Regions from separate parts of the Mus musculus genome. Here regions 2 and 3 are each linked to region 1. The links are chromatin contacts, called in public HiChIP or PLAC-seq maps. All regions are on one chromosome and are shown on one strand. Each heading gives the region's core, a stretch centred on a gene start, on an enhancer-like site or on the middle of the called end of the contact. The rest is flanking DNA. Distances are from core to core; before and after follow the strand shown. Region 1 overlaps Tmem51 (transmembrane protein 51). Region 2 holds the start of Fhad1os1 (forkhead-associated (FHA) phosphopeptide binding domain 1, opposite strand 1). Region 3 overlaps Kazn (kazrin, periplakin interacting protein).

The links. HiChIP or PLAC-seq counts read pairs in DNA pulled down with a chosen protein or histone mark.
Region 2: a contact with region 1 is called in an H3K27ac HiChIP or PLAC-seq map of embryonic stem cells, with 13 read pairs. The contact joins the promoter of Fhad1os1 here to the enhancer-like site in region 1. A contact is called at or near these places in 2 of 39 promoter capture datasets (embryonic stem cells and pre-B cells), 4 of 484 Hi-C or Micro-C datasets (centroblasts, conventional type 1 dendritic cells, liver and 1 more), 11 of 115 datasets of contacts at active chromatin or transcription factors (bone marrow-derived macrophages, craniofacial prominence, embryonic forebrain and 4 more) and 1 of 9 other capture datasets (embryonic stem cells).
Region 3: an H3K27ac HiChIP or PLAC-seq map of embryonic stem cells shows a contact between it and region 1, with 21 read pairs. The contact joins two enhancer-like sites. A contact is called at or near these places in 1 of 39 promoter capture datasets (hippocampal neurons), 1 of 484 Hi-C or Micro-C datasets (B cells), 4 of 115 datasets of contacts at active chromatin or transcription factors (double positive thymocytes and embryonic stem cells) and 2 of 9 other capture datasets (adipose tissue and embryonic stem cells).

The regions. Positions count from the first base shown.
Region 1 is chr4:142,068,060-142,071,122 of GRCm38.p6, reverse strand. All of the region lies in intron 1 of Tmem51 (transmembrane protein 51), which reads left to right. Among named protein-coding and RNA genes, the nearest start is that of Tmem51os1, 15 kb to the left of the region's middle. Within about 2 kb of position 1,557, at least 25 of the 459 cell types and tissues checked have an H3K27ac peak or open chromatin away from gene starts, as enhancers often do. A contact at or near this core is called in embryonic stem cells and liver, where this site is marked.
Region 2 is chr4:141,981,328-141,984,390 of GRCm38.p6, reverse strand. Fhad1os1 (forkhead-associated (FHA) phosphopeptide binding domain 1, opposite strand 1) reads right to left here and starts at 1,399. Exons shown (of 4, transcript NR_040672.1): 1 at 1,351-1,399; 2 at 1,023-1,165. It overlaps Fhad1 (forkhead-associated (FHA) phosphopeptide binding domain 1), which reads left to right. Exons shown (of 32, transcript NM_177868.4): 5 at 2,001-2,243.
Region 3 is chr4:142,137,403-142,140,465 of GRCm38.p6, reverse strand. All of the region lies in intron 11 of Kazn (kazrin, periplakin interacting protein), which reads left to right. Among named protein-coding and RNA genes, the nearest start is that of Gm35581, 12 kb to the right of the region's middle. Within about 2 kb of position 1,620, at least 28 of the 459 cell types and tissues checked have an H3K27ac peak or open chromatin away from gene starts, as enhancers often do. A contact at or near this core is called in embryonic stem cells, where this site is marked.

The DNA of each region.
Region 1 (3,063 bases), core at 308-2,807:
TGATGCAATAGCTTTTTTTGTCATAGGTGAGAGGGACCGAGGCTTTGCCCTGACTCACAAATGTGGATGCAGAGTCGCCCTGGCAGCCAAGGAGGAGCGCACGTGCTCTCCCTCCAGGGAGGAGCTGGTTTCCCGGAACTTGATGAGGCTTCCTGTAAGCTGGCTGAACACCATTCAAGAAGTAGTTAGGGAAATTCCTGAGGGACAGAGCCATCATTGTGATGAAAGCCTAAGATGTTTGGGGACTGTCCTTAACAGGATTGCTATCTGGAGAAGAGGGAGGTATGTCCTCCAATTATCCTCGTGGATAGGGAGCTATTGAATGTTCGGAACAATCTTCTGACTAGTAGGGAAACTGAGGCAGGGGGCTACTACCCACTGTGCAACATCTCCACATCTCCAGGGTTTCTGTCCTTTAGATCACAACTTGAATAGTTGTAATTTAAATAGGGATGGGAGGGTCCTGGCTCCTCGTGGTCATTAGGGACTCCTGTTCTTTAGGGACCTCCTGGTCATTAGGGACTACTGATCTTCAGTACTTTCATTTCTGAGGGGTCGATTAATAATATTCCCAGCCAGGCCATTTGCCTGCCATGTGGTGGGCCAGTTCTCAAGGAAGCTAAGTATGGCCAGTCTGGGCTACAAAGAGAGACCAGTATGGAGTTTGGGGAGACTTCTGGGGTAAAGAAGTGGGGTGATTCATAGCTTAGGGGAGGTGACCAGAGTCACAGGGAATGTCCTGCAAATCCAGTATCAAACTTTTGGGCTCCTCGGGGTGCTTGTGTGTACTCACGGCAAGGTCAGCATGAACCAAGGGTGCTGGGGTTTTTTGTTTTTGGTTTTTTTTTTTTTTTGTTTGTTTGTTTTTTTGCTTTCTGACCCCAAAATTGATAGGTTATTTCTCCGACAGTGGAATGAGCCAATTCAAGCCAGATTTGATTATATAAAATGCAGGTTTATTGGGAAGCTGCACTCGAGCGAGTTCACTGGCCCCCAAGGATTGAGGCCAGAGGAGTCGACATGGGGATGGGGGGGGGGGAGAAAGAGAGATAGGGTGCTGGAAGAGAGAGAAGGGAGAGGAGGGGGAAGAGGGAGAGTGGGGAAGGGGGAGAGGGAGAGAGAGAGAGAAAGAGGGAGAGAGAGGGAGGGAGGGAGGGAGGGAGGGAGGGAGGGAGGGAGAGAGAGAGGGAGAGAGAGAGGGAGAGGGAGAGGGAGGGAGGGAGAGGGAGAGGGAGAGAGAGAGAGAGAGAGAGAGAGAGAGAGAGAGAGAGAGAGAGAGAGAGAGAGAGAGAGCAAAGTGTCTGGATTATATAGGGAAGAGCCTCTTAGGAAGGGCAGTCCAGCCCCCTCCCGCCCCCCCCCCCAGCTGGAAAGTGGGGGCAGGTATGGACTGAGGGATGCTTTGTGGAGGCCAGGTCTGCTTTGATATGTAAAATATGCACCTTAGTCCTTTGTCCCAGGGTCCAAAACCAAACAAAAAGGTCACATGCTGGACACCAGTGCAAACCAGTGGTTTCAACAGAAGCAACTTGCAAGCTTCTGTATAAAGAGCCAAGGTAACAACTATTGTCCTCAGAGGGGCATCGGAGTGCAGCGGGCCCAGAGATCAGTACAGTTCAGTGCTCAGCAGTCTGCCGCCTCCGAACCTGCGTTGTTTTTCAATGCAACTGAAAGCCTGTGAGGCCAGGAACGGGACCCCTGTGTTGTTCCACTGTTGGTAACAGGGCCACCAGCTAGAAAAGAACCCCGGGGACTCAGCTCAGTCAGCCCCCTTCCAGACTCTGTGCTCTTTGTCTGTTTGCTAAATTGGCTTTCATTACCTTCCTTCTTTGTGTGAATGTGTGTACACAGGGGCACGTCCATGTGGCACGGCTGCACGTGGCAGTGAGAGGACACCTGAAGGAGTTGCTTCTCTCTCCCCACTTTGAGGGTCCCTGGGGTGGGGCTCAAGGTCAGGCCTGGAGGCTGGTGTCTTTACACACAGAACCAGTGGGATGCCTGCGTTTGTGTGGCCGAGGTAGCAAGCCCCTCTTCCCACTTAGCAAAAGGTGAAATCACGCGGAGTGTGTGTCTTGTAGGTGAGAATGCTCAGGATAAGCACGTGCATAGTTGCTGCGGCTGCTGGGTGTTCGACTCTTCCTGGAGGACATGCTGCTTTCTGTGGGAAGGAGGCTTGGCTAGACACCACCCATAAGGCTAAAACCTTCCCCCCACAACTGAAATATTCTTTCATGCGAATTAAGTGTCCGACACAATTTCGGTCCATCCACATGGGGGAAGAAGTAGGAAGGCACAGAAAGATGATTCCAACTGTAAAAGGGTGGGTTTCAAAACTGCCCTGGCTATTTTTCATTTCAAAGATGACATAAATAATACATCTTTTTAAAAATTTTGTATCATTGACTGTGTGAGTGAAGAGCTTGTAGGGACCATGCACATGACACGGCTTAAATATGACACAACTTTAAATATGACACAGCTTAAATATGGAGATCAGAGGACAACATTCTCTTACGGGGGATGGAATCCAGGTTGCCCGGGAAGCTCTTGTACCTGCTGAGACATCTTGGGGAGGGGGGGGCAGAGAGTAAGCCATTTACCATACGGTTCTGACAGTAAACTATGTGAGGTTTATATACCCTCTGTTCTCAGCTGTACCATATTCCTTACCAAGAAGTATGTATTACCTTGGATTATGGCAACATTAAAATTCAAACCTTTGTCCTAATGATAGTGGTGACCTTGGACCAATCAATGCTCAGGTCTCTCAATAGAGAGAATAATTTTAGGATTTTGTGAGATCTGGGCATGATGGCCTGCAAGCCTGTAATTCCAGCACTTTAGAAACTGAGGCAGGAGGATAGAGAATTTGAGGCCAGGCTGGACCAAGGGTATGTGTGTGTGTGTGGAATTTTGCAAAGACTAAATGAACCAAGTGCTAGTTGTGAATTTTTTTACTGTTGCATTTTTAAAAGACACAATCTCACACAGACCAGGCTAGACTCTAATCCACTATGTAGCCAAGGATGGCCTTGAATGTCTGTTCCTCTCGTGCCACCCTTC
Region 2 (3,063 bases), core at 150-2,649, 87 kb after region 1:
GTGGGCTGATGCTCTTAGGTGGTAGCAGCCGTAGGTCTGGGCCTTCAGCCAGATGGGGAAATGGCAAGCCCTGTTCGTGCAGTGTCTCCCCAGCAGAGCAGCCCCCAGGTCCCCAGGGCAGATACCACAGCATCCCGACAGCTTACTCAGAGCTCACTCTGTACTGTGACCTCTGCTAGCTTCCATCCATCCCCTGGAGCCACAGACTTGCTTGGTGGACAGTAGACATTGATACCACTCAGTGACAAAAGCCACAAAGTTTTTGTCACATTTGATCTACCGCTGTCGTCGTAACTCCTATTAAGGTGGGAACAAAGTGAAAACCGAATTGTTTTTGCTGTTTTGAACCTTTTATGCCCTGATTTCCCAAGCACCTTCAAGGACAAGTGGCAGTCAACAATGGGGGTGGAAAATGTTCATTAGCTAGTCTTATTGAAAGGCTGGCAAGCGGGGCTGAAGAGATGGCTCAGCAGTTAAAGGCACTGACTACTCTTCCAGCAACCATATGGTGGCGCACAGCCATCTGTAATGGGATCTGATGCCCTCTTCTGTTGTTTCTGAAGATAGCTACAGTATGCTTATAAACATAAAACAAGTAAATAGTTTTAAAAAAGAAAAAAGAAAGGCTATCAAGCCTCAGGCATGGTACATCCAGGATCTTCAGGGATGTCATTGGAATGTCCCCATTGCCTGTTCTACTCTTTGTTTTTCCTGCAGTTTGACAGTCCCCAGCAGGCTAGCTCCCTGTGCTGACCGGATGATTATGGTCAAGCTCTGTACTTAAAGTCCATGATACAAAGAGAGGGGGGAACCCCTGCCCCGACCCAAAATCCACACCAGAAACAACTGGTTGACCAGCCTGGGTCACAGGGACAGGAGCAGGAAGGACAGGAAGTGAGCTACTTGATTGACATCCACTCTTACCAAAGCCACCCGGAAGGAGCAGATGACATTCCCTTAAGGAGGGCATAGAGACCAGGGACAGCACCAGAGAGAACGAAAACCACGGCAGGACACTGTACCTGAAGGTTTGTTTACATCCAGTGCAGAGCCCAGCACACAGTAGGTGCCCAGTAGATCTCTGTGGCACAAAAAGATAATCAATTCTGTGCTGCTGAGTGTGGAGGCCCAGGGTGGCTCGCTGTGGATGAGGCTGGGTAAAATGCTGAAGATACAGAACAAAAGAAACAGAGTCTCCTGGAAGAGCTGTAACAGACATTCACAAGGACCCAGAGGTCCTTGGCAACGCCCGTGGGCTTCCTCGTGCCCGTGACACCATCTGTTTCCCCAGGCACACAGCTAGAATTCAGTTTTTCCCGTCTTTCCATCACTCTGAGAGGTTCAGGGTACCTGTTCCAGCTTTGGAGAAACAGAGACGTCTTGGTTCCCGTGTTTTCCTAGTGAGGAGGTACATTGGCTCCACCCGTGGGGAACTCCACCCACAGCTCCCCACCCCCCCACCCACCCGAGTGTTCACAAGCATTCAGTGTTCTGTTTCCTGATTCAACTCTGTTCGCTGAGTACATTTTCCCTGAGGCGGACAGAGGGAAACAGGGACTCCCAGAAGAAGAGAAAGAGAGAAATGACCTCTTCAGAATACATAAAAACTATTAAACTAATAATGTCCTCTTGATGGTCAGAGTGCATTCCCATGTATCCCAATCCATTTACCTGTGCTGGGTCTCCAACACCCTGAACATGGGCCTTGTAAGGGAGTGTGCAGAATGTCCTCTGACATTCCCAGGGGGCTGTGGTTTACCACATGAAAGTATTTTTTTTTCTGGGTAAAAAAAAGAGATTCTATTCCTGGGAGACTCCATTATAAGCATCTAGGTACGGATATGTGGTTCTAGCCCAACTCTCTTCTCTCCAGGCCCTCTGCCTGCCCTCTCCCCCTCACCTGCCTTTCCCTTAGTGACACCCAGTTCCTCCTAGATTGTAGAAACAGGCCCAGCTTGCCACCCACACCCATACCAAGCCTCCCTCTTGTCCCCACACAGGACGAGATCATTCTGCTCTTGGGGAGAGAGGTTAATCGGCTCTCTGACTTTGAAATGGAGTCCAAATATAAAGACGCTCTGATCATGAACCTGCAGGCTGAGGTGGCCGACCTGAGCCAAAGGTTGTCAGAGACAGCCGCTGTCGCCGCAGCCAGGCAGAGTAACAGGTGTGACCCGAAGCTCCAGGGCGTGGATGAAGGCGACGATCTCAGGCAGAAGGAGATTGAGAGCATGAAAAGCCAGGTAGGACTCTGGGACAAGCCCGTCAAAGCGTAGAAACACCACAGTCAGAGTGGAGCCCGAGCACAGATAGGAAGAGGGCATCTGGGACGTCACAGAGCATACGGACAGAAGGCCATCACAGGCCCTGTTTCCCAGTGCGGCATGTGTTGGGCCTTGGAGAATGTTCTTTAGATCTGTCACAGTCTTCTGACACCTCCCCCCCCACCCCGAGAGACTGTGGTGGTCCCTGGCTTCACCATGGGCAGTGTCATCAAATGTGTTCCCCACTTGGTCTCCATTTACCAGAAAGCTTCTATTCTCTGGAAACTAGATCCAAATTCCTGTTTTATAAAGATAGCAATTGGGCCGAGGAGATGGCTCAGCTCCTAAAGTACTTGCTCTGCAAGTGCAGGAACCTGAGTTCCATCCCTCCCTATGAAAACACAAGGCATGCAAAGTGGGTGGGGACTCACAAGGCCCCACCCCTGGATGAAGAGCCACAGGCAATCAGTGGCTGCTGTGGGCGGGACAATCAGTCTTTTCCAGGGGTGAACTCCTCCAGATATCTAATCCCAAGTCAGCCCTGAACATTCGTACCTGCCCTGCTGTGAGCAACTCTTAGTGTCAGCAGGGTGTGTTGTGTGTGTGTGTGTGTATGAGTGTGTGTGTATGGGTGTATGGGTGTATGTTTGTATGTGTGTGTATGTGTATGAGTGTGAATGTATTTGTGTATATGTGTATGAGTGTGTGAGTATATGTGTATGCGTGTATGTTTGTATGTGTGTATATGTTTATGTGTGTATGTTTGTATGTGTGTGTGTATGAGTGTGTGTATGTGTGT
Region 3 (3,063 bases), core at 371-2,870, 69 kb before region 1:
CAGATCGTGACTTAAGTGAGCAGAGCGCCAACAGTCACGTTCCCCCCTCTCTTGGACCTGTCTTTGGAGTCATGTGGATTGAGTGCAGGGAAGGATAGCCTGAGATAGCCTGGGGCACATCCGTGGAGGTCTAACCAGACATCTGGGCTTGAGTCAGTGGGTAAGAGGCCCCCGGTGGTGCACACAATGCCTCTCCATCCTTAGTTTATTCCAGACGTAGGCCAGGCCGGTGTCAATAGAGAAGATGCCCACCTCCTGGGAAGGGCTGTTGGGGACAGTATCTAGCAGGCAAGCCCTCTGCCCTCTTTTGTCCTGTTGGCTTCTTTGGCCACGCGTGGACTTTCCCATGATCCCCAGAGCCCTGTCCTCTGATTATATCAGCAGCTCGAGCAGACTAAGCCCAAGAGGGCTGGCAGGTGCCTGTACCTGTGCCTGTTTGTGGGGCATCACTGTCCCCACGGGGCTGCACTGGGGCCTGGAGAACCCACAAGTTTCCAGTCAGTGCTTACTGCCCTACTCCCCGGAACTCAGTTTCCTCTTTCTTTCCCTCCCCGTCCCCTCTAACTGATCCTAAACCACTAACAACTCATCCCTCATCCCTTGTGGCCACTGCAGTGCTCCCCCTAACGGAAACATTCTCCACTCTTGAAAAGTGAGTTTTCAGTGCTTGATGGAACATCTGGAATGTATAGGATCTTGTGTCCAAAGTCTCTAAAAAACAAGCCAAAAAGCCCCCACCAGGTCACCTCTTCCCTCCCAACCTGGCCCCAGAGGCAGAGAGAGAGAGCAAGCAGGGACACCTAATGCCACCCTGTGTGTACAAACCGTTCAGCTCAGCTGATTAACCCAGCCTGGTGTTAAGGGAGAGAGGCCAGAGCTGGTCTTAGAAAACACTACCCCCACCCCCTGAATTTTTTGGGTTTTATTTTATTTTGTTTTTTATGGTTCCGCCCTCCCTTCCTTTTACTTACAAGAAGATAAGATTGCAACCTCTCCTGGTAATGACTTAGTCATTCTTTTTCATTTCAGTTTTTGGAAATTAGGAGGATCATCCTATGAGTTACTAAGGATGATTTTATTTGAGAGAATCACATCAAATAGGGACTGAGTTATGGGTAACTCTAGATGAAAATGACCTTTTCCCATGGGAGAGGTTTCTCGAAGGCATGGATGCAAAATATAAAATATTAAAAAAAAGTCTAAATAAAGCTTATTTTAAAATATGATGGAATTCTATGTGATTTGATTGTTTCTACGGTGCTCCAAGAGGGAGCCGTGTCCCTGCAGGAGGTACAACTTGCATGACCATCACGTTATAAAATTCCTAGGCCGGGTGACAGGAGGGACCGGGAAAAGCTGGTTGGAAGTTGGTTGGATGCTAAGTCCCCTGAAGGGGGGCCAAGCCAGGTGGACTTCCAGAACATCTTGCTAATTTGGAGGGGCAGTCGGCATCTGAGGCTGCCCACGTTGTAACTTAGCACCTCCTGGCCCAGGATCCCCCACTCCCTGGAGCTCAGAGGCTTCCCCCAGCTTTCACGGCCTCCCTTCCTTCCCCTCACACTCTAGCCAGAGGTCAGAGCTGTCCGTGGCTGTGATTTTCCTCAGGTCTCAGCAGACCCCTGTGTCCCTAGTCCTCAGGCAGCCAGTGACTTAAAATGACATCAGAGTCCAGGGCAGAACAGACTAGGCTTTTTTTTTTTTTTTTTTCAGTTTCACAAGACGCACCCCCCACCCCCCGGGGGGTGCAAAATTTTGGTTTTCCCATAAGTCCTGGGAAGAGCCAATCTAGGAAACCTCACATCCTGGTTGTAGCCAGTGGCCTCAGTTTTCATTTTTTTATGGTCAGAAACTAGACTCGTGGGAGAATGCATTTGAATGCCTCTTCCAGCTCTGCCAGCAGGCAGCCTAGACAAAGACACAGCATGCTCCAAGGTCAGTGAAGTCACTGGGATGCTAGGAACAATAAGGGATTCTGGCTATTAGAGTTCTCAATGGCCATGCCTGTGGAGGGGAAACGGTCAATGTCAGCACTCCCTAGAATCATAGGCTTTTACCTCTCCGGTGGCTGTAGCTGGCAGCCAGGATTGTGAATCCACCCAAGGCTAACCTAAGCAGGCAGGCATGTTCATACCTGAGACACAGTAGTCTGCGCCTGGCCTCAGGCAGACATTACTAATCAATCAGACACTTCCCTACCCATCCAAGAGTGGCCTCGGACCTCTCGTTTTCCAAAACTTCAAGTATTAGTCAGACTTGCAAGGGTGAAGTTTATTTGCTATTCCAGAACTAGCCTGGCCTCTCAACGCTGGATTAAAGAAAAACAAATAAACATGGAGAAAATTTACTCAGAAAAGCGTGATTTGGTCAGAGTCCAAGCTGGCCCTTGTACTGCTCTGCCACTTAAGAGTGGGGCCAAGCTGGGCGTGGTGGCGCACGCCTTTAATCCCAGAACTCGGGAGGCAGAGGCAGGTGGATCTCTGAGTTCGAGGCCAGCCTGGTCTACAAAGTGAGTTCCAGGGCTATACAGAAAAACCCTGTCTCGAAAAACCAAAAAAAAAAAAAAAAAAAGAGTGGGGCCACACTAACCCAAAAGTCCGCCCCCCTTTTGTGCTTTCGTCTAGTAAACAGCAGTACTGGGGTTGGGGGTAGAACCTATAGCTTTGTGCATGCAAGGGAAACCCCAACCACTGAGCCACAGTGCCCTGCCAGCACCTCCTTAATGAAAGAATACCTTCCAAATGGCACTTGTTAGTCCGACACTGAAGTAGAGTCACCCAGAGCTGTTCCTTAGGGAAATGCTGAGGTCCTGGGGTAACGGGTGACTGACACCCTGGCTTGTGCAGTACTCAACCTCCAGGGCCATCCTCAGTAGCCTTTCTGCATGCTTTCCCGATCATACTCCCAGGCTCCAACCCGTGTAACAGATAATAGTAACAACAATAATATCTAACATTCATTAAGCATACACGCCATGGGCCAGGCTCCATGCTGTGTGTTCCGTAATTAACTCTGTTAACCCCCAGCCTGTATTACCTACCGGTGAGGAACCTGAGGCCCAGTCAC